Linked DNA regions of Mus musculus: all the other regions are linked to region 3. The links are chromatin contacts, called in public ChIA-PET, HiChIP or PLAC-seq, Micro-C and promoter capture Hi-C maps. All regions are on one chromosome and are shown on one strand. Each heading gives the region's core, a stretch centred on a gene start, on an enhancer-like site or on the middle of the called end of the contact. The rest is flanking DNA. Distances are from core to core; before and after follow the strand shown. Region 1 holds the start of 3110082J24Rik (RIKEN cDNA 3110082J24 gene). Region 2 holds the start of Adgrf3 (adhesion G protein-coupled receptor F3). Region 3 holds the start of Dnajb6 (DnaJ heat shock protein family (Hsp40) member B6). Region 4 holds the start of Selenoi (selenoprotein I). Region 5 holds the start of Mnx1 (motor neuron and pancreas homeobox 1). Region 6 has its middle 15 kb from the start of A230098N10Rik. Region 7 holds the start of Tyms (thymidylate synthase).

The links. Promoter capture Hi-C pulls out the DNA fragments that hold promoters and counts their contacts. Hi-C and Micro-C count contacts between places; a contact is called where the count stands out from the background. ChIA-PET counts read pairs in DNA pulled down with a chosen protein or histone mark. HiChIP or PLAC-seq counts read pairs in DNA pulled down with a chosen protein or histone mark. Capture Hi-C pulls out chosen DNA fragments and counts their contacts.
Region 1: a FOXA1 HiChIP or PLAC-seq map of pancreatic cancer cells shows a contact between it and region 3. The contact joins the promoter of 3110082J24Rik here to the promoter of Dnajb6 in region 3. A contact is called at or near these places in 12 of 39 promoter capture datasets (the 3T3-L1 cell line, the SN4741 cell line, cranial neural crest and 9 more), 1 of 15 datasets of contacts at CTCF or cohesin (large pre-B cells), 2 of 484 Hi-C or Micro-C datasets (the HL-1 cell line and embryonic stem cells), 12 of 115 datasets of contacts at active chromatin or transcription factors (DN3 thymocytes, the HPC-7 cell line, bone marrow-derived macrophages and 9 more) and 2 of 9 other capture datasets (adipose tissue and liver).
Region 2: a contact with region 3 is called in an H3K27ac HiChIP or PLAC-seq map of large pre-B cells, with 4 times the contacts expected there. The contact joins the promoter of Adgrf3 here to the promoter of Dnajb6 in region 3. A contact is called at or near these places in 11 of 39 promoter capture datasets (the 3T3-L1 cell line, 3T3-L1-derived adipocytes, the C10 cell line and 7 more) and 2 of 115 datasets of contacts at active chromatin or transcription factors (double positive thymocytes and large pre-B cells).
Region 4: a contact with region 3 is called in a promoter capture Hi-C map of adipose tissue, with 2.1 times the contacts expected there. The contact joins the promoter of Selenoi here to the promoter of Dnajb6 in region 3. A contact is called at or near these places in 1 of 39 promoter capture datasets (maxillary cranial neural crest), 2 of 115 datasets of contacts at active chromatin or transcription factors (effector CD8 T cells and memory CD8 T cells) and 2 of 9 other capture datasets (adipose tissue and liver).
Region 5: a Micro-C map of embryonic stem cells shows a contact between it and region 3, with 1.4 times the contacts expected there. The contact joins the promoter of Mnx1 here to the promoter of Dnajb6 in region 3. A contact is called at or near these places in 5 of 39 promoter capture datasets (the 3T3-L1 cell line, cranial neural crest, embryonic stem cells and 2 more), 1 of 484 Hi-C or Micro-C datasets (embryonic stem cells) and 2 of 9 other capture datasets (adipose tissue and pancreatic islet).
Region 6: a contact with region 3 is called in a promoter capture Hi-C map of the C10 cell line. The contact joins the enhancer-like site here to the promoter of Dnajb6 in region 3. A contact is called at or near these places in 6 of 39 promoter capture datasets (the C10 cell line, the HPC-7 cell line, cranial neural crest and 3 more) and 1 of 9 other capture datasets (macrophages).
Region 7: an RNA polymerase II ChIA-PET map of effector CD8 T cells shows a contact between it and region 3, with 37 read pairs. The contact joins the promoter of Tyms here to the promoter of Dnajb6 in region 3. A contact is called at or near these places in 11 of 39 promoter capture datasets (the 3T3-L1 cell line, the C10 cell line, cranial neural crest and 5 more), 2 of 484 Hi-C or Micro-C datasets (the HL-1 cell line and embryonic stem cells), 9 of 115 datasets of contacts at active chromatin or transcription factors (the HPC-7 cell line, acute myeloid leukemia, astrocytes and 6 more) and 4 of 9 other capture datasets (adipose tissue, liver, macrophages and 1 more).

What each region holds. Positions count from the first base shown.
Region 1 is chr5:30,103,677-30,107,515 of GRCm38.p6, forward strand. 3110082J24Rik (RIKEN cDNA 3110082J24 gene) reads right to left here and starts at 2,410. Exons shown (of 3, transcript NM_001256263.1): 1 at 2,331-2,410; 2 at 1,387-1,738; 3 at 1-242. The coding sequence starts at 1,683. The coding sequence ends at 213. It overlaps Garem2 (GRB2 associated regulator of MAPK1 subtype 2), which reads left to right and starts at 1,520. Exons shown (of 6, transcript NM_001167879.1): 1 at 1,520-1,727. The coding sequence starts at 1,616.
Region 2 is chr5:30,203,472-30,207,182 of GRCm38.p6, forward strand. Adgrf3 (adhesion G protein-coupled receptor F3) reads right to left here and starts at 2,251. Exons shown (of 14, transcript NM_001014394.2): 1 at 2,145-2,251; 2 at 870-930; 3 at 16-156. The coding sequence starts at 2,234.
Region 3 is chr5:29,734,287-29,737,861 of GRCm38.p6, forward strand. Dnajb6 (DnaJ heat shock protein family (Hsp40) member B6) reads left to right here and starts at 1,612. Exons shown (of 8, transcript NM_011847.4): 1 at 1,612-1,830. It overlaps Gm5129 (predicted gene 5129), which reads right to left and starts at 1,650. Exons shown (of 1, transcript NR_028426.1): 1 at 1,048-1,650.
Region 4 is chr5:30,230,310-30,233,857 of GRCm38.p6, forward strand. It overlaps Selenoi (selenoprotein I), which reads left to right and starts at 2,272. Exons shown (of 10, transcript NM_027652.3): 1 at 2,272-2,506. The coding sequence starts at 2,450.
Region 5 is chr5:29,476,960-29,480,517 of GRCm38.p6, forward strand. It overlaps Mnx1 (motor neuron and pancreas homeobox 1), which reads right to left and starts at 1,511. Exons shown (of 3, transcript NM_019944.2): 1 at 626-1,511. The coding sequence starts at 1,316.
Region 6 is chr5:30,044,107-30,047,783 of GRCm38.p6, forward strand. It overlaps a transcript of Tyms not described here. Among named protein-coding and RNA genes, the nearest start is that of A230098N10Rik, 15 kb to the left of the region's middle. Within about 2 kb of position 1,410, at least 8 of the 459 cell types and tissues checked have an H3K27ac peak or open chromatin away from gene starts, as enhancers often do.
Region 7 is chr5:30,072,182-30,075,774 of GRCm38.p6, forward strand. Tyms (thymidylate synthase) reads right to left here and starts at 1,444. Exons shown (of 7, transcript NM_021288.4): 1 at 1,180-1,444. The coding sequence starts at 1,366.

The sequences.
Region 1 (3,839 bases), core at 1,160-3,659, 370 kb after region 3:
GAAGCTGGGAATCTGGAATACACTGCACTGCTCAACAGGTGGGAGAGTGCCCTTCCAAGGTGGCTCAGTTGGTCTAAGCCTCTTCAAGGTAGCTCGGTAGGCTTCTGCTTCTTCCAGGTCTTGCTGATCTGGTCTCAGAGTCTTCTTTGTTGCATGGCTTTGGAGCTGGTCCTAAAGAATCTGATGAGTTTCAGGGACTTCCTGAGGCTCCTTTAGTTTATCTTCTTTCTTAAGAAGCTTGCCTGCAGGATAAAATGTTTCAACTTCAGAGGAAACTATTACACAACATGTGGTCACACTATTCAAGAGAGACCCTCTTCCCTACCAGGTGGGAAAGTGAACTTTCATTCACTCATCTCTTTCACGGCTCCATCCTTCATCTGCCCCCACGCCCATTAAATACTGCTTGGGGTACTGAGGCAGAAGGAAGGGAAATTCAATGATGTGGCTATGCTAGAAAGAAGTTCAAGGTCAGCCCGGGCAGCTTCTTGAGCCTTGTCTGAAAACCGAAAACAAGAGAAGGGCTGGAGGAGCACACGTGGCAGGCCCTGAGTATGGAAAAAGAAAAGGGAAAAAACGCTCTTGGCGCCATGGCTCAAGGCTGTAATGCCTGGCCTGTAGTACTCCAGGAGGTTAAGGCAGGAGGGTGGGAAGACCAACCTAGACTACATACAAAAAGACGGGTTCAGGCGCATCAGATGAAAGGGTTTGTGTGTACACGTGTTGAAGTCTCCTGAGGGCATGGAGGCCAAGACTGAATAGAGTCCATACTTTTAAGGACCAGACTAGGGACCAAGGTCCTTCTTGAAGAGCACTCAGCCACGACCGGCCTGCACCTGCAGAGGGCGCCGCAGACACACTGAAGCGAAGTGAGCCTCCAGATGGGTGCGAGAGCAAGGCCAGCAAAGTTTCTGGGAAAGGCTTCTCCTCTAAGAACTCGAGAGCTTCAGACAGGAGGGGATATGAAAGTTGGTAGAAAGAACAGAAAAGAAAGAGACGGTTTAAAAAAAAAAAAAAAAAAAAAAAAAAGAGTGCTGCCACTGACCCCAATCGTTCAGGTTTGAATCTGTTTTCCCATCTACAGAGCAGATTGGGGGGAGGGGGAGGGCGTGGGGGGGGTGGAGCGGGGTTTCGGAAAGTGCTCTTACAGGATTCCAACACTACTTAGATTCAAACTCCAAGTGCCGCCTGCCCTCTTTGCTCCTCCCCAGTCTGAGCATCCCCGCCGCTGAGCTTGGAGTAGCGGATGTGAGCAACGCAGCAATCCTGAGTCCGGACTCCGCGAGGCCTTGGCACGAGGGGAAAACCTCGGACACCCACCCGGCCAGAGTCCCATCGGACCTGTTCTCTTTTCCCTAACCATCTCCACCCCGAGCACCCTGTCACCTGGGCGCTCCGGGGGTGCGGGCCCGGCGGGCGGGGCGCGGGGCGGGGATGGGGGTGGGGGCTGATGCCCCGTGGAAGGAGGCTGGCCACGTGACTCCCGAGGCTCAGCTGGGCTGCCAGGCGGGGAGCGCCGCTTCGGCCCAGGAGGAGGTGGTGGGCGCGCAGCCCGAGCTGCGCGGGACTGGCCGTCGGGGTCCCGGGACGGCGAACCCCGGGGAGCGCCCATGCCATGGAGAAGCTGGCGGCCGGGCTGGCCGGGCTGCGCTGGAGCATGGGCGCTTTCCCGCTGGACCTCATCGTCAGCCGCTGCCGCCTGCCCACGCTCGCCTGCCTCGGACCAGGTACCCGGTGTCTAGAGGGGAGACGGAGGCGGAGGATGCGAAAAGTCGGGGCTTCGCTCTGTTGGAGCTGGCAGGACTTACAGGCGCATTCAGTCACTACCCTCCCTGTCCCCGTTGATGGGGGGCTTTGCTTGTCTTCTGGGGCTGCTCCTGGCACAACCGGAGCCCCCAAGTCTGGGAGCCGCTTCTGGGCCCCTCCGACCCCCCACAGGGTTAGTAACTGGCCGCAGGGTTGCAACAAAGTTTTCAGTCCCCCTGGAGCCAGTAGCGATGCTGAGTCTGTGGGCCGCTCTGTCGGTGCACCCCGCTTTCCCGGCGCCTATCGGCCCCTGCCCAGGCCGCACCCCCTTGATCCCTTTGTCTTCCAGCCTCTCACCTTCATCGTACCGCATCTCTTGGACCACGATAGGTCTTTCCCTACCATCCCCGCTAGTCCCTTTTTGGGACCTTTCCTGAACCGTCCTTTGACATCCTGAGGTCTTTTGGCAACGGGCAGACTATCCTCCGGAGAGGCCTGAGTGAGCGGGCCGGCCACCAGGCACCCCCCTCCCACACACACACACCCTTCCCTATCTCAGCAGAGGACCCCCGGCCCTCCCCCACCTCTCGTCCTATTTCGCCAGCAGGTGCGGGTGTTCCGATGATGGGACCGAATATAGGAGAGCCTGAAGGCTGCACAGAGCAAGAGGACTGTAGTGTTGGGGGAAAGGGGAGCTGTTTGGTTGGGGGAGGGGCGGGAGCCGGGGCTGGCAGCCAGGCTGGGGGTTTTGTGTGTGAGAAGAATAGGGGTTTGGCCCGCGTTGGCACACTCGCTTCCCTGAATGCTAATGGGACTCCTGTGCTGTTCTTGGACTGGCAGCCCCTCCTCAGACCCGCAACAGCAAGAACTGGGCACAGTGAGCACCAGGCGGGCCGAAGCAGGCTCAGTGGGACTTCAGTGTGTCCCGGTCCTTTAGGTGGAATACCTGGCAGTCTAACTCTGGTGGGACCTCACTCACTGCTCAGCGTGAGATCCCAGGACTGCGCTTGCAGCTGGACTGTGTCTGCTTGTGAATAGGAAATTCTGCCCTAGGTTCTTCCTGCTCACTTCCCACGCATCTCTTTGACACCCTTTTCTTTGAGTTCTTTTCTGAGCGCTTCTTTATGGCTAGGACTTCTCTGTGCTTCCCTGACACCTGTGCGCCCCATTCCACAGGGCTGCTGGCTTTTGGGGAGGGCCAAGGAGTATGGACATTCATTCATTAAGTGAATGAATGAATGAGCAATAGTGTGGGATGGCCTAGCTGTCTGTGACAGTGTGGTTATTACTGTCGTAACCATTAGAATAAAAATGTATGCTTGAAATTGTGTGTCCTTGGAAGTCCTCTCGTTGGTATGCATTCAGGAGGGGTCCCCTGGTAGGATCTTGAGACTGAGTTGTGCTGTTTGGATGACAAGCATTTGTCTTGTTGGGTGCAGCTGAACTATTGCTGAGGGTGACCCCTGGCTATTGGTGTGTATACCTGTGTGGCTTTGGCCTGTGTCTCTGTGGAGGAGTGGGGGGTGGGGCTTGTTAGATTAGCTCCAAGGAGAGCTTGTAGAGCTGGAGGAGAAACAACAAACCTCCCCTGTGCATATTTGCACTTTAGTGCACATACATCCTCACACCCAGAATGGGAGATCTTCCCCTGAAAGCCCTGCATACCCCACCCATTGTTCACCCCACATAGACATGCTTTATGAAGTCCCCCGCTGTTAGAGTAAACCATTTCCCATTCATTGGGCTGGTAGAAAAATTGTAAGATGTGTGTGTGTGTGTGTGTGTGTGTGTATGCCCACACGCGCGTGTGCACGTGAGGGGGCTGGGAAGGAGACATCCCCACCCCCACTGTGCCCACCAGCTGCATCCAGGATACGCCCCATCAGTCTCCTGGAAGCTGGGCTGCCCCCTCCTGCTCCCCTGGAAACCGTTGCTGGGGATGGAGCCTCTTGAGCCCAGACCCCTCCCAACCCCTGCACCTCTGCCCCTGGGCTGTTTCCCTCAGACTAGACTCCTTCCCCCTCCCCCACTCTGCTTTCCTAAATCCAGTGCCTGTGCTACCCCAACTTTAAGAAATAGCTTCTCTGGGGTGG
Region 2 (3,711 bases), core at 1,001-3,500, 470 kb after region 3:
CCATGCAACCACTACCTGTTGTAAGGCCAAGGCCAGTAAGCGTTTTCGGGGGAAGGACTGCCAGGGCGGTAGGAAGAGTAAAGTTTTTAGAGAGCTCCTGTGGCCAGGCTGTGCTTGAAAATTCCAGATGCACATAGCTGGAGACCAGCACTGATTCTATAGACGCAAAGGGGACATCAGAGGAGAGGCAGTGAGGCCCCAAGCTAGTCCTCTTTGGCCTTAACATACTCAGGTGGCCATTTCCGGGGACACAAGCAGATGTCATCTCCTGTAGCCTGCCTAGGTACACAGAGGGTGCAGGATGGTAACAACTCCCATCCTCGTTGGGGAAGCACTCTGGTCTATGGTTCCAAGTTGTCATTGCAAAGTGCATGTGTCTTTCTAGGCCTCACAGCTAAAGAGCTGGAGAGCCCCACCCCCACCCCCACCCCCAGAGCCTCACTGTGGCCCTTTCTGTTTCTTCCTCCCCACCCCACCCCCTTTTTTTGTTTTTTGTTTTTTCGAGACAGGGTTTCTCTGTATAGCCCTGGCTGTCCTGGAGCTCACTTTGTAGACCAGGCTGGCCTCAAACTCAGAAATCCGCCTGCCTCTGCCTCCCGAGTGCTGGGATTAAAGGCGTGCACCACCACGCCCGGCTTTGTTGTTTTTTTTTTTTGTTTTGTTTTTTTTTTTTTTTTTGGTTTTTTTCGAGACAGGGTTTCTCTGTATAGCCTTGGCTGTCCTGGAGCTCAGTTTATAGACCAGGCTGGCCTCAAACTCAGAAATCCGCCTGCTTCTGCCTCCCAAGTGCTGGGATTAAAGGCGTGCACCACCAAGCCCGGCTCCTTTCCCCTTTCTTGATACCCCTGCCCCCCAGTCCTTCCACTCACCCCCTTCTCCACTGTACTGGTTCAGTTGCTGCCCAGATTTCCCTCCATATGGACTGAGCTCCTGGAAAGAGATAGAGGAGACTCTGAGGAGAGAGGCTGGTCTCAAGTTCCTGCCAGGGTACCCTCAGGGGCAGCCTGGCTACTCTGGTGTGACTTGGTCTCTTAGAAGTTCTTCTTTAGGCCAGAGGTCAAATGTAAGTATCTGGAGGGAGAAAAGGATGTTCAGAAACGGGGACAGGGGCACAATTCCAGGGACCCTGCCAGGGCCAGCAGCCTCACCTGAAACCAGGAACCAGGCACACCCTGGAAGTCAACATGCTTTGTTTAGCTCCTTCCTGAATTGACCTGTCCCTGGGCCTCTAGGCTAATTGAAATGGCTGGGTCCAGAGCTCCAACAAGGAGTCAGGGTCCTGCAAATTAACCCATGTTTTCCTCTCAAAATCCCATGTGTGTATGCATCTAAAACCAGATGGCAGCTCACACTTGCAATCTCAGCACCCAGGAGACTGAAGCAGGAAGACTGTAGCAAGTACAAGGACAGCCTGGGCAACAGAGTGAACCTTTATTTAAAAAACAAACAAACTAACTAACAACAATCACCCCAAAATATAAATAATAAAACCAGAAGGAAGCCAGACATGGTGGTTCAAGCCTGTACAATAATCCCAGTGCTTAAGATAATGGGGCAGGGGTATCCCTTACTTAAGATAATGGGGCAGGAGTATCCCTTACTTAAGTGCAAGGGTTCAAGAGCAGCCTGGGCAACACAGAAGATCCACACAGAAAATAAAAACAAGGAAGTACATGAAAACTAGGAGGATATAACACAAACAAACAAACAGGTGCAGGCAAGGATAGGCTATAGATAAGACATGCCACAGAGGAAGCTACAGATAGGGATATTTAGATCTGGGGATTGCAGTAGATTAGGAGCTGTAGATAAATAGATAATAAAATGCAAGCCTAGGCTCCACGCTTCTCCTCAGACTCTTTCCCATCGTCTATGCTAATAAGCTTCTACATCTGCAAAGGTTTTCTTCTCATTTCATTGTAAGTTGGTAGCCAAAAGAGCAGCAGGTGTCGTAGGGTGTCATGGGGACTCAGGTAAAGCTATGGAAGTGTCCCCTCACCCTGGGCAGGAAGATTGCCTTCTTGGGGGCAAGCTGGTCCCTTCCTTCCACCTTTCATCCTACACCCTGTGGTTCCTCACAACCTGTGGCTCTGACTGTGGCCTCTGCAGGTCTCCCCAGGGTCCTCACTCACCCCAGTACTTACTGATTGGGCTGTGGGGACAAATGTTGGCTCCAACTCCAGCAGGGGAAGAGTCACGGCCAGGAGCAGCTGGGAGAGAGCTAGAGAGGACATGGCTCAACGCAGCAGTCCCTAAAGCCCTCCGGCTGTTCCAGGATGCAAATTTCCTCCCCCCACCCCCCCCCACCCCCCGCCCCAGCTGGCAGGGCTATTACTGAAGGAAGGGAGGAAAGATCAGAGGGAGCCAAGGTGAGTTGACAGAGCAAGTGTCACAGCCTGTGATTCGGGCAGATATGCTTCCAGGTCACTGGGGCCACCTGGACCCCCACATGATTCTGTGAGAGGAGTGTGCCTTGGTTCTCCTGGGCAGGCGGAGGGGACACAGGTACCACGTCACAAAAAACAACAGGTCACAGAGGCAGGTTCAGGCATGGTCCCCAGGGCCTAGGAAACTTGGATCATTTTGGAATGCCTCCAGGAAGCTAGACCTTCAAAACTGAACCAAGGTTAGAAAAGACTATAAAGGGGGCAGCAAGATGCCTCAGAGGGTAAAGGAGCTTGCCGCCAAACTCCACAGCCTGAACTGGTCCCTGGAACACACATGGTACAAGAAAGCCAGCTCTTGTTCCATCAAACACCTTGAATCCGTCCCCTGTATTTGTATGTCAGAATACCTCAGGCTGGGTTGAAGAATAGAAAATTACTGGCCTCTTGTGAGAACATGAATTTTTTACCTCGGAGCCCACCCCCTCCCATCTAGAGATTGTTCCCAGAACACTCCTAAACTTTTCACCCCAAAACTCCTCACCCTAAAGTTTGAACCCTCCCAACTAAAAACTGTTCCAAAAACATTTTTGAGATAAAGGCCTCCTGGAACAACCTCAAAATGAACCAGGTACTCCTTAGTTACGTAGGTTCCTTGATAGGACATGACTCCTTAGTTACGTAGAATCCTTTGGCAGAACCCCTTGTCCCTTGGCAGAACTCCCTAGTGATGTAAACTTGTACTTTCCCTGCCCAGTTCTCCCCCTTTGAGTTTTACTATATAAGCCTGTGAAAAATTCTGGCTGACCGTCGAGACTCCTCTACCCTGTGCTAAGGTGTATGAGTTTCGACCCCAGAGCTCTGTGTGCTTCCATGTTGCTGCTTTATTTCGACCCCAGAGCTCTGGTCTGTGTGCTTTCATGTTGCTGCCTTATTAAATCTTGCCTTCTACATTTTATGTATGGTCTCAGTGTCTTCTTGGGTACGCGGCTGTCCCGGGACTTGAGTGTCTGAGTGAGGGTCTCCCCTCGAGGGTCTTTCAGGGTAATTTTTTGTTTTGATTTGTTTTACAAGACAAGGTTTCTCTGTGTAGCCCTGAATGTCCTAGAACTCACTGTGTAGATTGGACTGGCCTCAAACTCAGAGATCCATTTGCCTCTGCCTCCCCAGTGCTGGGATTAAAGGTGTGTGCCACCACAACTGGCAGGCAGGGTTTTGTAACAAATAGAAATGTATTTGGCTTACTGTCTTGGGTCTTGAGGGGTTGCATCTTTTGGGGGTCTTCACACGTGGCAGGAACATGGTACAAGAGAGCATCTTGGGAGCC
Region 3 (3,575 bases), core at 362-2,861:
TGGGGAAAGATAAAACTAGGTCTACATGCAAACATGCACATGTCTGGAGTGAATCACATCCCCTGGAGCTGGAGTACTAGGCAGTTGTGGATCACCTGATATGGGTGTTGGGAATTGAACTCAGATCCTCTAGAAAGAGCAACTAATGTTTTTTACTGAGTCATCTCCTCAGACCCTGTGTTAGAATTCTTTTTTTTTTTTTTTTTTTTTTTTCTGAGACAGGGTTTCTCTGTGCAGCCCTGGCTGTCCTGGAACTCACTCTGTAGACCAGGCTGGCCTGGAACTCAGAAATCTGCCTGTCTCTGCCTCCCAAGTGCTGGGATTAAAGGCATTTGCCACCACTGCCCTGCGTGTTAGAATTCTTAAATGTCATGTGGCAAGAGGCTTCAGCCAGACTCTGAGGCGAGGGGACTCCTTTCCCTATTCTCTACCTTATAACTGGCTTTGTCTTTCGGCGCTGCTTCAATAGAAAGCTTGGGTTGCTGGGCTGTCAGCCCTGGAGTATGCAAGCACACACACCTTCCACTCGTCACTAGGCCAGACTCCTTGATTCCTGCCATTGAGGGTGGTAGTGGGTAAGATTGAGAGCAGAAAGGTGGAAGGAGAGGTGGAGGAAGGTAAAGGAAAGGGCGGGAACTTTTGTGCTTAGTTTTCATTTCAGTCTTGGACAGCCATCTTGTAGGGCTGAAAGTCAATTAGAAAAGAGATCTGGCCAAATTCTATGTTTCACAAAAGGGGAAGTGTAGTGTTTGGGAACCTTGGGGGCAGAACAGAAGCAAGGAGACAAGGAGCCATTCTGGAGGGTTCTATCTGGAGTTGAGTATATCCTACATGTGAGGGAGCATCCAAGGATCTGTGACTTCAGATCATGGGTCTCCACATCTTCTGTGCTTGTCCTTCTCAGGCGTTGAGAAGGTGGGCGTCCAACCATAACATTCTGAGATCAATATGTTCTCTTTCATTCTTACTTTCCAGTGCAGTGTTAGCTAACCTTTTGAAACTTACTGGGCAAGATGAAAAACTACTCATCCTATGGGTGTAAGTGGGGGTGGGGTGAGGATTTAAATGTCTATTTATTTATACAGGAGCTTATTGATTTATTGAGACAGGAGCTTATTGTGGGATCTGATGTCCTTCTCGGGTGTGTCCGAAGACAGTACATTCACATACAAAAAGTAAATACATCTTTAAAATAACCGTGTTTGAAATCTAGACCCTGGATTCAGCACTGCGAGTTGGTAATGATGAGGCCTCTCACGGTTCACTCTAAGTCGGGCCTGCTTGTTGGGTCGGCCGAACCTCGGGACCACAATTCTCCAAGTCCATAGGAGTGTGAGTCATACTACGCTATCAGGTCCTTATCTCCGAATCCACTGTGTCAGAGGCTGTGAGCGTCCTTCCTCCCAGCCTGCTTCCGGGCAAACGCAGGCTCCTTGGTTCGGCTACAGTCGCCTCAGGCTTTAGAGCCCTCCAGGCACAGAGCTTGCGCAAGGGGACGCTTCCCGCCCTATTCAGCCACCTTCGCCTATGTAAACCCTCCAGAATCCCACCGTCCTCAGCTCCGAGAATCTTCCGGAACGCTAGACCAGCGCTATCAAGTCCGACGCGCACGGAGGCTGCTGCGCACGTTAGCTTCAGGGCCGGGCGGAAGTCGACGTCGCCGGGCCGCGCCGCCACCGCGTGACGCACTTCCTGTTTGTTGTTGGAGAAAAGAAGAGAAAGGAAAGCGCGAGGAGACGCCGCCGCCGCCACCGCCACCAGCGCAGCTGTGCCACAGCCGCGAGGAGACCGGCCGCCTGACTTCCCTCCTCGCTGGCCGCCGTGTCCTCGGTGAGGGTCCGCGAGCCGCGGCGAAAAGCAGGGTTGACTACGGCGGGAGGGGAAGGCCTGCGAATGGGCTAACCCGCTTGGCTCCCGGAATACGGGTGCAGGAACCGGGTCGACAGTGGGGCCGGTACTGCTCACAAGGCCGAACGGGTTCCAGTCTAGGCTGTAGTCTTGTGTCTAGGTCTGGGGCTTAAGGTGTTCCTGGTCTGGGCCGGTTGTAGATTGGGTCTGTGGAGAGCGTTTGCCGTTCTTGGTCAGGCCTAGCTCGGGGCTTAGCTGCGGTCCGCTTCCCTAGTTCTCTGGTCGAAGGTGGCGGTTGGGTCCGGCACGCGCTAGGTCGGCCGCAGAGCTCCAGGAGTAGGCAAGGCTGGTGTCACCCAGTCCTGGCGTCCTCACTGCATTCTGCAAGCAAGGGGTCAGGTGGCCTGCGAAGAGCAGGACTCCCATGGAAGGCGCAATCACCGGCCCAGGCCTCCAGGCAGCGAAGGGGGCCGGGTGGGAAGGCCAAGGCGGTTTCCAGGGACTGTTGGGAAGTTTGCTAGGCGACCCGCCTGGCTCAGCTTACTTTTAAAACTAGTTTGATGTTGGCCTCGAAGGTTGCTTTGCTGTGGTTTACGTAACAAAGTTTATGTAACTGGAGTTTACACTAAGTCTTAATTTACTTCGGTTGTGTTGACAAGGAACTCTGCACTGCAAACTAAAAGGTCTTAAAAACTTTGGAGATGGAGTTTTTTTTTTTTTTTTTAAACAGGAGGGGTTTGTCAAGTTTTAAAAGCTTTGTTACCGAAGAAGTTGTATGTGAACCGTTGAAAGGGAATGGTGGGGATGGTCCCACCTTCTAAGGTGGGGAGTGCCTGCCCAGTGCAGCCACTTTGGTTTTTTTGTAACGTCTTTATTTGAACCTTAGATTTGTGGTTAGGGTTTACGCATTCTAGGCCGTAGAATCTCAGGACGCTCAGCTTGCTAGGGAAGTGATACCAACTTTAAGGCAACTGTTTTAGTAGAAATATTGGACATAAAAGCCAGAGGAGGGAACAACCTAAAGAACAAGCGCCCTGATATTTGAACTTAGTCTGTTCTTGTTTGTAAAGTAAACCCCACAGTAGACTTACTGATTCCTGGAAGGACTCCTTTGTTGTACTTTGGGATATCGCCACCACAGGCCGAATTGCCCTCCGGTGTGTGATTACGGTGTCATCAGTACACACACTTGGGTGGAGCTTTGGAATTAGGAAGAACATGAAAGAAATATGGGAAGAAATGCTGCCTTTTGTAGGTATGGTTGACTTGGAAGTTTCAGTCTTCTCTTCACTCTTGCCCAGGCAGACCATGCCTGTCTTTTTGTTTGTTTGTTTGTTTGTTTTTGAGACAGGGTTTCTCTGTAGCCCTGGCTGTCCCTGAACTCACTTTGTAGACCAGGCTGGCCTTGAACTCAAATCTACCTGCCTCTGCCTCCCAAGTGCTGGGATTAAAGGCGTGTGCCACCACGCCCGGCTTGCAAACTTTTTTGGTATTGTTTTGTGTACCCCTGGCTGTCCTGGAACTCACTTTGAATAGCAGCCTGATACCAAACACAGAACTCTGCCTCCTGCTGGGATTAAAAAAAGGTGTGCACCCTCTGCACCAGCCACATCTTTAGAATTGTAAAGAAGGCACTTTGTTATCCCTGTCCACTATTGGTGTGATAGCGTGTGCCTTTTACATTATTTAATACTCAAGGATGTGCGTGTACTTTTAGACCTTGTCTG
Region 4 (3,548 bases), core at 1,022-3,521, 500 kb after region 3:
CCCACAAATACATGTTATTAATTAAAAAAAAAAACTGGGGCAAAGTGAAATTGAATTGTTGAAGATCCCTCAGATAACAAGTATAAGATGACAAAGGCCAGACAAAGTTCTGTATTATTTCTGTTTAAGATCTCAGGATTTATAATTGATTCTAAGTTTTAACAACCATCCACACAGGAGAGGCAGTGAACCGCAACTACTCGCTGTCACAAAATTTAAAGCTGTGGGGCTGGAGAGATGGCTCAGTAGTTAAGAGTGCTGACTGCTATGCAGAGAGGACCAGGGTTCCTCCTGAGCACCCACGTCCTGAAGCTCACAACCGCCTCTAACTCCAGCTCCAGGGACACGAGATGGCCCCGGTCTCCTCAGGCACCTATACTTACGTGCACATACTCACACACATAATTAAAGGTAACAAGAGTCCTTTAAAACATTCAAAATTGTTCTTTAAAAAAATATTTCCTAGATTGCCTTTGGGGCAGGAGGATCATGAGTTTAAGTCAACATTGGCTACAGTGATTCTTCTTACACCTCAGCTCTCCAGAAAGCTGGGATTGTAGGGGTCCACAGCCACACTCAGCTCTGGTAGGGTGGTAATGGGGAAGGGACTGGTAAGGGTGGGTGGGACTGGGAAGAGAGGAGGGAGGGGGGTTGTGAGCCGATGTAAAGTGGATAATAAATGTGTAGCTCATGTACTGTTATTAGTTTGCAGTTGTGTAAGTTTTTAAAAAATTACTTTTTATTTTACACGTATGGGTGTGTGTTTGCCTGCATCCTGTGCATGCAGTGTCCTTGAAGGCCACAGGAGGGCATCAGATTCGCTGGAACTGGAGCTACAGATGGGTGTGAGCCACCTCTGGGAGTTGAACTCAGGATCTCCAGAAGAGCAGTCATTACTCTTAACGGCTGAGCCATCTCTCCAGCCCTATCCTGTCACTTTTAAATGTTTTTCCACAAGTAGTTAAAGTATTTTAAGTATGGTTTGTATTTCAGATGGAATGGTGCAAGGCTCATATTAAAAAAAAATTGATGACAAGATTCTTTTTGTCATATTTATATTGACTAGAAAAACTACATAGCAAAGATTTTATGTTGGTTTAATGGACACTTTATATGCATCATCTCATTAAGAACTGTACATTTTAGAGGTGGGTGTGGTGGCTCACACTTGATATTGATAATATTGTCATGAATCTGAGGTTAGTCTGGGCTGAATAGTGAGTTCCAGGCTAGCTAGGAGCTGGTATGGGATCCTGTCTCAAAAAAGCCGGAAACTGTGCTTAGCATATCTTAGGTCCTGACAGCAATTTGTTAAGTGAATGACTCCAAGGAACTTAAGTGGAGATTTCAAATTAATTGCCCTCATTCCAGGGAACAAGGGAACTATTAGACTCACTGATAATCTGTTTCTAATAGGGCTATATTTCTAATTGGGCTAACCATTTCCAACCAAATAAGTGCTTCTGGATAGGCATTGTAATTTGAATTTCTTGCTGGTACTGGAGAATACACAACTCCGGACTGTGTGCTAAGGGAAATGGGGCAAATGCCTCTCATCTCAAAGTTAATGGGTTGGCGATGATGTATGCAAAATTCTCTGCACGTAAGGCACGCAATAAAAAGTAGCAATTATTAAACATTTCCTATTATTAGACACATATTAACCACTGGTGACGTGTTCTTTCTACAATGCACTGGGCCCTAGTTGTAAAATCACTCCTTGTAAACACAGGGCCCCGTCGAGATTGAGAGATCAATGGTTTTATGGGGGAATCGAGGAGACTTAAGCAATTGGAATTCGCACCGGCTGAACCAGTGGAATTTGACGAGGCAGTCCAAGGTTCACAAGCATCATGGATCAGAAGGGACTGATTTTCAAGTCCCTTTGGATTACTCGATGTTTCCCGTTCGCCCGACATCATCATTTCAGGATCCCGAAGCTCCAGGCGCTCACAGCCCGCTGTGGCACACACCTGCCTCCGCCCTTCCCCTCGAACGCCCCCGTACACACTCACCCGGGCCACAAGATTATGCGAGCATCCCACACAATCACTCGGGGTTCCTATAGCAGAGACAAGAGCAAAGGCTGCTGGGAAGTTGACCTTTCACTCCTCCTCTTACTTCAGTTCACCTATTTTGACTCTGGCAAATGAAGCGACGAAGACGGTAGGAGGGGCGGGACTTGGCGATGGCCATCCCGTGCCGATTGGATTGAGGCGGTGCTGGGGGCGGGCCGTGTAAGGGGCGGTGTCCCTACCCGCGGGAGCCGCGGGGCTGCGCTTGCGCACTGGGTGCGCTACGCGTGCGCGGTGGGCGGAGCGCGCCTCTACCTTCTTTACCAGCCCAGGCTTTCCTAGCTCTGCACAACGCCGTGTGCTGCTCCTGTTTCATTGCCCTGTCGCGCAGTGTCGCTGCCGCTGCGGAGTGGGCGTTCAGTTTTCGGGTCGTCATGGCTGGCTACGAATACGTGAGCCCAGAGCAGCTGTCGGGCTTTGACAAGTACAAGGTAGAGAAGGCGAGCAGGCGGTCGCCCATCTCCCCCGCGCCCGGGCCGCGCCCTGGCCGGCGAGGGGCCGGCGCGGTCCGTGTCACCTTGCGCCTGCCGCGTGGCGCGCCGGCGGGCGTTGTTGAAGGGGATTCTGGGGGCGGGAGGTCGCGGTCGGGAAGCTTGGGAGCATCCTAGGCCGGCCGCCCGGTCTTGGCACCCCGCGGGAGACTGCCTTTTCCTTAGAGAGTGGGGTGAAGAAATTCCTTTCTCTCCTTTTCCTTATTAATTGTCACTGCGGCGGGTTTTCAGCCTTTCCCAGAGAGGGTGTTGTTCCCTTCTTTTGGTCGTCGTTTGAATGAGCTTCTCACATGCCTCTCAGTGCTTACAACTTCAGAGATCTGGATGGTCTTTTAGCGGATGCTAAGGGAGGGAAGTGACTTTTTCAGGCCTTAATGCAGATGCACTCCACCCTACCCCTGGAAAAGGGCTTTCACTGAGGCTCGTAGCGCTGGCACTGCAGGTTAAGACGTTGTGCACTAGAAGAAACTGTATAGTGCAAAGAGCGCGCGGGCTTTGGAGTACATAGAAACGCGATGCCAAAGTCAAGTTTCTTCTTTTGGCTTTGGACGAGTCGTTGAAACCCTACTCAGCCTCTCTTTTAGGCTCTTTAGCCTAAGTGTGAGTTTCTCTTGTGCTTAGTATATTGGAAAGGGTTGAAAAGAGTCTGGCACGGCATGAACCCCCAAGAAATGCTGGTGGTTCCAGCATTCTGGGGTTGCAAAATACAGATTTAGTAGTCCCCCCAGGGAACTACTGGCCATCCAGGTGTCTTAATGTGAAATAATGAGGTTTGGTGTTTCATCTTTGGTAAGCCTTTCTTGAGGGCAATCTGTTCCTTTATGAAATTAGTGTGTGCCGAATAGAATGTCCAAATGATGAGGCTAGTCCTGTGGGTAGTAGTCATCCAGGAAACATTTGTGCAATGAATTAATATTTTGGGGGGAAAAATCTTCATTTTGTTTAACTGAAATAGAAAAAAAAAAACCCAGGGGCTTTAGAA
Region 5 (3,558 bases), core at 261-2,760, 260 kb before region 3:
GACCAGTTCGACATCATTTGGAGGGACGCCCACCCTCACCAACACACACACACACACACACACACACACACACACACACAGAGAGAGAGAGAGAGACAGAGACAGAGACAGAGACAGAGACAGACAGAGACAGACAGAGAGACAGAGACATGCAAATGTCTTGCCCTTCAAAGGAAGGCAGAGTCCTTACAAGGGCCACGGAAGAGCTACTTCTGGACCCAGTGATGTGTCTCTTCATAGCCTATAATGGAACCTCTGACAAAGTTCATTTTCTCAAGATAAGTCCCCGGTTTCAGCGACCCCCAAAACCTGCCCTAATCGAGGCTAGCCTTTCCGCGCACTTCCTTGTCCAGCTTGCAGGTTATTCTTTAGGTTTTAGCCTCACACCTCCAACCTCCCCTGTCTGTTAAGAGAGATAGAGAGGCCAAGGCCTGCTTGTGGCCATCTTAATAATTTGAGGCTCCTTTCATTCTGTGCGGCCCACGAGAGGCCTCACAGGCCCAGGAATGAGCCACAGAGGCTTCGATGCTCTTCCACAGCTCGCTAGGAGGTGAGAGCAAAAGGAAGGGGGTGCGAGAGAGGAGGATGCGCGTGAGAACTGTCCGGGTGCGGCGCAGGTACTCACAGCTGAAGTCCGGCATCTTGGGCAGGATCATGCCCGCAGTAGACGCGCGCAGCCACTGGTCCAGTTGGAAGGTGCTGGCACCCAGCTTGATGGGGTCGGCAGGGTGCGCAGGGTGCGCGCCCTGCACCTGAGGGTATGAGTAGGAAAGCGCCGGGTGCTGGCCAGCTAGCGCGGCCGCTGCAGCTGCTGCCGAATAACTGTAGACCGGGTGTCCATAGAGAGCCGCCTGTGCAGGGAGGCCCGCGCCGCCCTGTGCGCCCCCCGGGTGCAGCCCCAGTGCCAGGCCACCGGCAGCCGCGGCAGCGGCAGCGGCAGCCGCGGCGGCTGCTGCACCAGGGTGCGCGTGGTGGTGGGGAGTGCCCGGCCCACCCGCCGCGCCGCCGCCTCCTCCGGCGCCCAGGAATCCGGGCTTGGGCAGCAGCGCGCAGTGTGCAGCCAGCAAGCGTGGGGGCGACGGGCTCTCAGCTCTCAGCCGGTCACCGGGCGCTGCAGTGGCCTCCGAGGATGCGGGACTGCAGCTACGGCTCGCCCCGCTACTGGTCCCCCCGCCGCCGCTGCCGCCGCGGCCGGGACCAGATACTGTAGTCGCGAGGGAAGTGACCAAGGCCAGAGGCGCGCTCTGCGTGGAGGCGGCTCGCGGGGGATCCACGGCCAGCAGGGCGTCGATGCGGAAATTTTTGGATTTTTCCATCGGCTCGATTGGAGCTGACAATCAGGGTCCAAGGGTGGGCGATGCAGTCGTGTGCGGGCTTACGGAGACTGAGCGTGGCGGTGGCCAGCCTTGGGGCCGGTATTGTTACTGCGATTTTTTGCCAATAAAGTCGCAGCCGGAAACTCAGCTGAGAGCGACCATCGTCCAGGCGCCTCCTCTTTGCGGTCCTCGTGGGGACCGCGCTCCACTCACTGGTATGAACTTCCACCGGAGCGCTCCTGCGAGTTTGTGTTGGGGAGACCGGCTCTCTGCTCTCAAGAGCTCAAGCGACCGCATCGAGGCCACTGGTGCCTTGGTGGGGACCCGCGCCCCTCCGCACACTTGAAGCTCAGGGCGGTCTGGGATTGGCGCGCTCAGCGGGGGCCCGAGGAGGGCTGTCTGCCCGGCGATTGGCCGAGGGGCTCACCTGTCACGGTCCAATTAGCCTGACGCCCCGCCCCTGCGCCCCCAGGTCCTAAGCAGCCGGTGGTGAACAGCGTAGGTGGCCGGAGGAGGCAGGTTGGAGAGTTTGGAGGCTGAACACAAGCTTACTGCTTCCTTGCTGCTGGGAGAGTGGTGAGCGCCAGTAACCCTGGGTCCCAGTGAGTGCCCCCCGAGTCCCTTTGACACCTTGTTCCTCCAGAGGCGGACGCCTTATCTTCCTCCAGCTACTCGCGCTCCCTTGAGGGAGTTGTGGAATGTTCTGCACTGAGGAACTAGGTGGGTCCTCACCCCTGAAGTCCACTAGGTACCCAAAACGGGACCCTGAGCTTAGTACACTGAAGACTGTTCGGTTTCCCAAAATCTCTCGCGTTCCTGAGTGTTGATTGCTTCAAGATGGTTTGCGTCCCTGTCATTAACCCTCAGCAGGTCGAACCTTCTTATCTGCCCCTCCCCCAAAAGTATCATGCGCCGCAAATGTTTGTTTGTAGGGTTTCGGTGTGTATAAATACGGTATTAGAGGTTGAAGCCTACAAATCTTCAGTCAGAGTGGAGAGAGAGCAGTTTTCCAACTCAGAGATGCACATTGACTTGAAGGTCGTTTGCACAGGTGCCACTGAGCCGGACCTAGGTGAGAACCAAGTTCTATTAGAGCCTTGCCTTGTGGGGGTGTAGGAAAAAGGCTTTGCGGGAATTGGCCGAGGACTGCTCCCTCGGACTGAGCCAGTTCGCAGGCTAAGGGAGCCACTATCAGGCTCTCGCCTCCTCCTGCCGGCCGAGTTCAGGAAAATCAAGAAAGGGCTTCCAGAGACCGTATTAAAGTGTGAATCCAGACCTCAGCCTGCGCACATATCAAATATTTACTGTAAACACGCTTCCGGGGGCTTTTTTTTTTTAATGTAACGAATCAATAAGTAGTTTGAGAAATCAAGCTTTCTCGCTAGCTCCATTCTCGGGTATCTTCCCCAAACACGAGGGGAAAGTGGGAGGGAGTTCCAGGTCTCTGGATCGCGGCTTCCCAACCAGGTGAGAGGTTAATAAAAGATCGGAAATGGCCCAGGGAAGGCCAGGAGGCTAGGACAATCCTTGTTGGGTGAATTTAAAAGTAGCAGGCAAAGCTGTTTCAAGAGGGATTGGGGGTGGGGGGTAACGATAAATATAAGTAAGGACTATATTTTCCCTGTCAACAAGTTTTGTTTAGGAGAGATTTAACGCAGTGATTCTGTTGGGATGAGTGAGTAGGTTTTTTGTTTTTGTTGTTTTTGTTTTGTTTTTGTTTTTGATTTTGGAGACAGGGTTTCTCTGTCTAGCCCTGGCTGTCTTGGAACTCACTCTGTAGACCAGGCTGGCCTCGAACTCAGAAATCCTCCTGCCTCTGCCTCCCAAGTGCTGGGATTAAAGGTGTGCGCCACCATGCTCGGCTGAGTGGAGTTTTTATTATGACAGGGTGGTCCTGGCTGGAAAATCTGGAACCCAGCGGGGAACATCTTGGAGTAAGTTGTGCACAGCTTTGCAAAGGCCTCCAGCTAGTCTGAAAATAGTACAAGCACATAGCTCTTGTCTTTAGGTGCTGTCTCTTTGGGGTGATGAAAATGCAGCTCTGCCTTTTAGAGGGTTAAAGGAACACTTGTGTTCCATGAGTGGTTCCCTGCCAGTTCTCCTATCTTGGAAGCCCAATTAAGGCAAGTAAGGATGCTGGGATGCCCTACCCCCATCCCCAGGATTCAGTCTTGACCCCATTGCATTTACAGAAACTTGTGTTTAAGGCCCATGGGCCTTTTCCAGATGAGAGTCCCAAAGA
Region 6 (3,677 bases), core at 160-2,659, 310 kb after region 3:
CAGAATATTGGACATAGTACTACTAGAAGATACAACAATACCTCTTCTGGGCATATATCCATGCTCCACTATATTCATAGCATCCTTATTTATAATAGCCCAAAGCTAGAAAGAACCCAGATGTCCCTCAACAGAGGAGTGAATACAGAAAATGTGGTACAATGGAGTACTACTCAGCTATTGAAAGCAACATATTAATGAAATTCTTAAACACTCCTCCATTGCTGGTGGGACTGAAAGCTGGTACAACCACTCTGGAAATCAGTTTGGCAATTCCTCAGAAAATTGTACATAGCAAGTGTAAGGCTACTCTGGGAGGGATTTTAAGGGTGATTCCTGAGGGACTCCGAGGATTCCTTCTTGAAGGACTATGAGGACTTCTTTTTGATGGGCTGTGTGGGGTCCTTGAGTGACTGTGAGGGCTCCTCCTTGAGGGACTGCATGGGGTCCTCCATGAGTGACTGTGAGGGCTCCTCCTTGAGGGACTGCATGGGGTCCTCCATGAGTGACTGTGAGGGCTCCTCCTTGAGAGAATGCATGGGGTCCTCCAAGAGGGACTGTGAGGGCTCATCCTTGAAGGACTTAGAGGATTCTTGAGGATCTTAGAGGCTTTCTAGAGGAACTGCGAGGCCTATTACCTGAAGAGCTTCGAAGTTCCTTCAAGAAGGAACCCTCAATGTCCCTCACAGAGGCACCCTCAAAATCCCTCCCAGGGTAGCTTTTACAATCGCTCACGGAGTAGCCTTTGAAGTACTTCAGGGAGAAGCCCTCGCTACTCCATGAGCTACTGTAATGGCTACACTGGGAAGGATTTTGAGGGTGCCTCCTTGAGGGCCTTCGAGGGTTCTTCTTGAAGGACTGTAAGGACTTCTTTTTGATGGGCTGTGTAGGGTCCTTGAGTGACTGTGAGGGCGTATCCTTGAGGGACTTCGAGGGTTCTGCCTTGAGGGACCTCAAGGGCTTCTACCTGAAGTACTTCGAAGGCTACTCCATGTGCGACTGTAATGGCTACTCTGGGAGGGATTTTGAGGGTGCCTCCTTGAGGGAAATCAAGGGTTCCCTCTTGAAGGACTGTGAGTTCTTTTTGATGGGCTGTGTGGGTTCCTTGAGTGACTGTGAGGAGTACTCCTTCAGGGACTGCATGGGGCCCTCCATGAGTGACTGTGAGGACTTGTTGCCTCCTTGAGGGCCTTCCAGGACTTCATTTGATGGGCTGTGTGGGGTCCTTGAGTGACTGTGAGGGCTCCTCCTTGAGAGACTGCATGGGGTCCTCCATTAGGGATGGTGCGGGCTCATCCTTAAAGAACTTCAAGGGTTCCTTCTTAAAGGACTGCGAGGACTTCTCCTTGATGGGCTGTGTGGGTTCCTTAAGTGACTGTGAGAGCTCCTACTTTTGGGACAGCATGGGGTCCTCCATGAGGGACTCTGAGGGCTCATCCTTGGAGGACTTCGAGGGCTCCGCCTTTAGGGACTGTGAGGGCTAGTACCTGAAGTACTTTGAAGGATACTCCATGAATGACTGTAATGGCTACTCTAGGAGGGATTTTGAGGGTCCCTCCTTGGGGGCCTTTGAATGTTCCTTCTTGAAGGGTTGTTAGGACTTCTTTTGATGGGCTGTGTGGGTTCCTTGAATGACTGTGAGGGTTCCTCCTTGAGTTACTGTAACCTCCCCCCAGCCTGAAGCAGGCTGAGCCAGACCTTGACCTTTCTGCCACCAAGGAGATTACCTAGGATAGAACCTTCCTCCCTAGATCACTCTATTGCTCAGCCACTCCCACTGTTGCCCTTCAAGATACCTGCTGGGAGACTACACCCCATCCTGCACACTGTCCACTGCAGCTGGGCTCCTGAAAGAACCTAGTGGGGAAACCCCCACTCAATTCTCGATTCGGCGTGCGCTCAAGAATCACAAACAGAAGACCATCTTGATGTAAAAGCATGAGGTAGTTTAATGACGGAGCTCCGACACATATCTCCCGCAGGAGACAGAGGTGTCGACCACATGGTGGAGCCATAATGGCGGAGCTCCGGTTTGAAATGTATCTCACACAGGAGACAGTGGTTTCGACCACGAGGCTTAGAAGCTAGGGGTTTTTAAAGAAAAGGGGTGGGGCTGGGGGGAATTGGCCCGGTTTCACATGATTGGTCCATTTAAACATCAACAGACTATCAGAAGGGCGGGAGATAGGGAGGCACTAGGCCAGTCAGGACATATCTTGCCCGGGCATGTCCTGGCCTGTTCTACTATGTTCTTAGCCCCAGGTTTCAAAGCTCACAAACAACTCTTTGGGCTATTTGACATAAATTACATGAATCACATGTCTCAAGTTTTATTTCCTTTCACTCCAAGAATGAATTAGTGGGAATGGGCCTCCTCCCACCCCCTTATAAGCACATTTGCCATTAAACATTTGAGCTTTGATCAGGAATCTTGACTTAGCTCCATTTTTCTCTCAACTGCCAAGTTCCCCTCTTTCAGCCCTGGCCTGCCACTCAGGTGTACCCTGTCCATGTGAGCTGCGTGACGGTTTGCAACAATCTGGTGCCGGGACCGGGACCTGAGGAAGGTCAGGAAGACGCTGAAGGAACGCTGTTTTGTGTGAAGCTCCACGGGAAGAAAAAGAAAAGGATAGTATCAGGCAGCAAAGCAACAGGTACACATGGTAGCCCTATTAAAGTGTTGCTAGAGGCGCGGGAGGATACTGTCTAAGCGTGAATCAGTGCTAACCCAGTGCTGGATTCACTTAGGTCAGCAGCAAATTATCAGAACTACGAACTGATCAGGCGGTTGTCCGAAGCTTTTAAAAGCTGCTTCTGCTTCAGGCGAGAGGAAAAGGGTTTTAAAAAGAAATGAATCACGCCATTGTCCGCAGTTTTCAAGAGTTGCTTCGGGCAAGAGGAGTAGGGCTTGAAGTACAATTGTTAGAAAATTTTTTAGATAGGATAGATTCTTGTTGCCCAAGGTTCAAGGAAGAAAAAACATTAGATATCAGAACCTGGGAGAAAATTGGAAAAGCCTTGAAAATCACTCAGGCAGATAATTTCACCCTTTGCCTCTGGGCGCTCATAAAAGATGCTATTGAAAGGTGATCTCGCAGGGGTCAGATAGTACCCAGGCAGAGCTTGATGAATCTCAGGAAGAGTGCCTGTCAGAGAGGGTCTTCTCAGAAAAGGGTCCTCTCAACTCTAAATTTGATATAGTCTGATGATGAGCTAATTTTAGACAAAGAAGATCACTCAGAAAGAGGAGCAGCCAAATATTTTGAGGAGGATTGGCCTCCTTGCCAAGTCTCCCGCTTCACCTGTAGCCTCCACCATGGGAGATGCTACTCAGAGGGACACGCAACTAAGCAAATTAGAGTTTGAAGTTAGGCCGCAGAAATTGACTAATGAGCTTCGGGAGCTAAAAAGGATGTCAGATACAGGAAGGAGTAACTCTTCTGAAATGTACCAAGCACCGCTAGGAAAAGCTGTGAGTCAGGCTCATGGGAGAGGACAGGATACATCTGATGTGCTAGTCTTTCCTGTCATCGTGGTAATTGACCAGCAAGATACTAGAAACAGACAATACCAGACTTTGAATTTCAAGTTAATAAAGGAGTTAAAAACAGCTGTTGTGCAATATGGTCCTTCAGCCCCTTTCACACAAGCATTACTGGATATGGTCACGGAGTCAC
Region 7 (3,593 bases), core at 194-2,693, 340 kb after region 3:
CAGCTTAAGAGGCAAAGGGGTGGTGCAGGTGAGGCAACCCACAAGGCAAAGTGAAAATGCTCAGGTTAGTGGTGTAGTCTGAGTGAAGGTTTTGCAACCAGAGCACTACTTCCAGCTTTAACATCATCGAAAAGCTGAATGAACACTAGAGAGGTAAAGGACAAAAACAAAACACAACTATACTTTAAAAAAAAAAAAAAAAAAAAAAAAAAACCTGTCCACAGTCTAAGCAGAGGACGTGAATTAAAAGGTCTGTGGTTCATCAGGGTCCACAATTCTTGGGAGGTCCTTTAGGCTGGACCAATCTGTGCAGTAGAAGCTGTAGTTTACAGCTCCAGAAAATGTTTGAGACTAAGCAAATGTCCTAAGAGCGGCCATATCCCCACTCAAAGCTACTCTCTACTCCAGTGTCAGGTTGCTCTTCATGTTTCCTGAATGCCACCATTAGCACCCCCATCCTCAGCCAACACCTAGGAGGTTCTGTGCCCTTCCAGGCCCTGTGGTTGATTCCATCCTTTGCTCCTCAACAGCCTCTTGTTACTCTTTAAAAGCCAAGGCTGCAGCACTTGGGAGGCAGAGGCAGGCGGATTTCTGAGTTCGAGGCCAGCCTGGTCTACAAAGTGAGTTCCAGGACAGCCAGGGCTACACAGAGAAACTGTGTCTCGAAAAACCAAAAATAAAATAAAATAAAATAAAATAAAATAAAATATAAAAGCCAAGGCTGTTGGAAGGAAAAACCCCACAGTTCCCGCCTAAGGCCCGGGTCTCCCCCTTTCCCGCGCAGCCGTAGCACCGCCCAAGCCATTTTCGCTCCAATTTTAAAAGCAGCAGCAAAGGGGAGCAGGAGATAAGGGGAGGAAGAAGAGGAGCAAAGTCAAGACCTCAGAGCAGGATTTGGACAAGCTCCCGCAGGTTTCTTCCCACTCCCTCCCTCTGGGCCGCACAACTGGTTGAAACTGGATTCGGGAGAAAAGGTTTAACAGGGACTAAGGTCAAAGGCAGACCTTCAGAACCTGGTTTACTTGAAGTAGTTGTCACCTGGGTCGCGCACGGGAAGTTTAGGACTCCTAGAACCTCAGAGCCCGGGTTAGGGCTATCCAAGAACGCTCGCCCGGCGTCTCCGCGTGCCCAGCTTGCCTGCCGGACGTCCTCCCGCTAATGCAGACCAGCCCCAGTTACCTCTCAGGCTGTATCGTGCCTGCATGCCGAACACCGACAGGGTGCCAGTGCCCGTGCGGTCCTCCTTCTTGAAGCCGCAGCGCAAAATGTGCTCCACCTGCCTCAGGTACTGGAGTTCTCCATGCCGTGGGGCTTCCGCGCTCAGCTGCTGAGCATCGGACTGCAGCTCGGAGCCAACCACCAGCATAACGGAGCAGTCTGGCAGCAGTGTAGTCAGCGACAAAACCAGGACCTTCCTGGCGCTCTTTTCCTCCAACACCAGCCCGCCTCTTCCTGCTGGGAAACTTCCGGCCGCCAGAATCCGTGGCAGACCCCGCCCCCACGTGACAGAAGTGGTTACAGCTTGCAAGGCAAACACCTGCCCACTTTCTCAAATCTGTATTTACCCTATTATGGCATTAAGAGCCTATAGGATCAGGGTGTGGGGATGCATGCCATTAAATCCCAGCTCCTGGGAGATTGAGTCGGCTAGAGGATCTGGAGTTTAAGGCAAGCCTTCACTTCATAGCAAGTTCAAGGCCAGCCTAGGTACTTGAGACCCAGTCTCAAAAAGAGCCTTTGGCTTATACGATACTTGTACTTGGATCTTTATGTAGTTTGGGAACCACAGTAATTTTGGCTTCATAGAATGAATTGGGTAGAGGACCTTCTGTTTCTGTTTTGTGGGATAGTTTGAGAATTGGAATTAAGTCTTTTTGAAGGCCTGATAGAACTCTGTGCTAAGTCCTGGGCTTTTTTTGTTTGGGAGACTATTAGTGACTGCTTCTACTTTTTTAGGGGAAATGGGACTGTTAAGATCATTAATCTGATCCTGATTTAACTTTGGAACCTGGTATCCGTCTAGGAAATTGTCCATTTCATCCATGTTTTCCAGTTGTGTTGACTATAGCTTTTTGTAATACAATCTGGTGATGTTTTGGATTTCCGCTGGTTCTGTTGTTATGTCTCCTTTTTCATTTCAGATTTTGTTAATTAGGATGTTGTTCCTTTGCCCTCTAGTTAGCCTGGCTAAGGGTTTATCTATCTTGTTGATTTTCTCAAAGAACCAGCACCTGGTTTGATTGATTCTTTGAATAGTTCTTTTTGTTTCCACTTGGTTGATTTCCACCCTAAATTTGATTATTTCCTGCTATCTACTTCTCTTGGGTGAATTTGCTTCCTTTAGTTCTAGAACTTATAGGTGTGCTGTCAGGCTGCTAGTGTGTGCTCTCTCTAGTTTCTTTTTGAGGAACTCAGAGCTGAGTTTTCCTCTTAGGAGTGCTTTCATTGTTCTCGTATGTTTGGGTATGTTGTGGCTTCATTTTCTTTAAACTCTAAAAAGTCTTTAATTTCTTTATTTCTTCCTTAACCAAGATATCATTGAGTAGAGTGTTGTTCAGTTTCCACGTGAACTTTGGCTTTCTGTAATTTATGCTGTTATTGAAGATCAGCCTTAGTCTGTGGTGATCTGATAGGATGCATGGGATAATTTCAATATTTTTGTATCTGTTGAGGCCTGTTTTGTGACCAATTATGTGGTCAATTTTGGAGGAGGGACCATGAGGTGCTGAGAAGAAGGTATATTCTTTGTTTTAGGATAAAATGTTCTGTAGCTATCTGTTAAATCCATTTGTTTCATAACTTCTGTTAGTGTCCATGTGTCTCTGTTTAGTTTCTGTTTCTAAGTTCTGTCCATTGGCCAGAGTGGGATGTTGAAGTCTCCCACTATTATTGTGTGAGGTGCAATGTGTGCTTTGAGCTTTACTAAAGTTTCTTTAATGAATGTGGATGCCCTTGCATTTGGAGCATAGATATTCAGAATTGAGAGTTCATCTTGGTAGATTTTACCTTTGATGAGTATGAAGTGCCCCTCCTTGTCTTTTATGATAACTTTGGGTTGGAAGTCAATTTTATGCGATATTAGAATGGCTACTCCAGTTTGTTTCTTTGGACCATTTGCTTGGAAAATTGTTTTCCAGCCTTTCCCTCTGAGGTAGTGTCTGTCTTTGTCCCCGAGGTGGGTTTTCTGCAAGCAGCAAAATGTTGGGTCCTGTTTGTGTATCCAGTCTATTAGTCTATGTCTTTTTATTGGGGAATTGAGTCCATTGATGTTAATAGAAATTAAAGAAAAATATTTGTTGCTTCCTGTTATTTTTGTTGTTAAAGTTGGGATTCTGTTCTTGTGGCTGTCTTCTTTTAGGTTTGTTGAAGGATGACTTTCTTGCTTTTCTAGGGTGTAGTTTCCATCTTTGTGTTGGTGTTTTCCCACTATTATCCTTTGAAGGTCTGGATTTGTGGAAAGATAATATATGAATTTGGTTTTTTCATGGAATACTTTGGTTTCACCATCTATGGTAATTGAGAGTTTTGCTGGGTATAGTAGCCTGGACTGGCATTTGTGTTCTCTTAGTGTCTGTATAACATCTGTCCAGGAT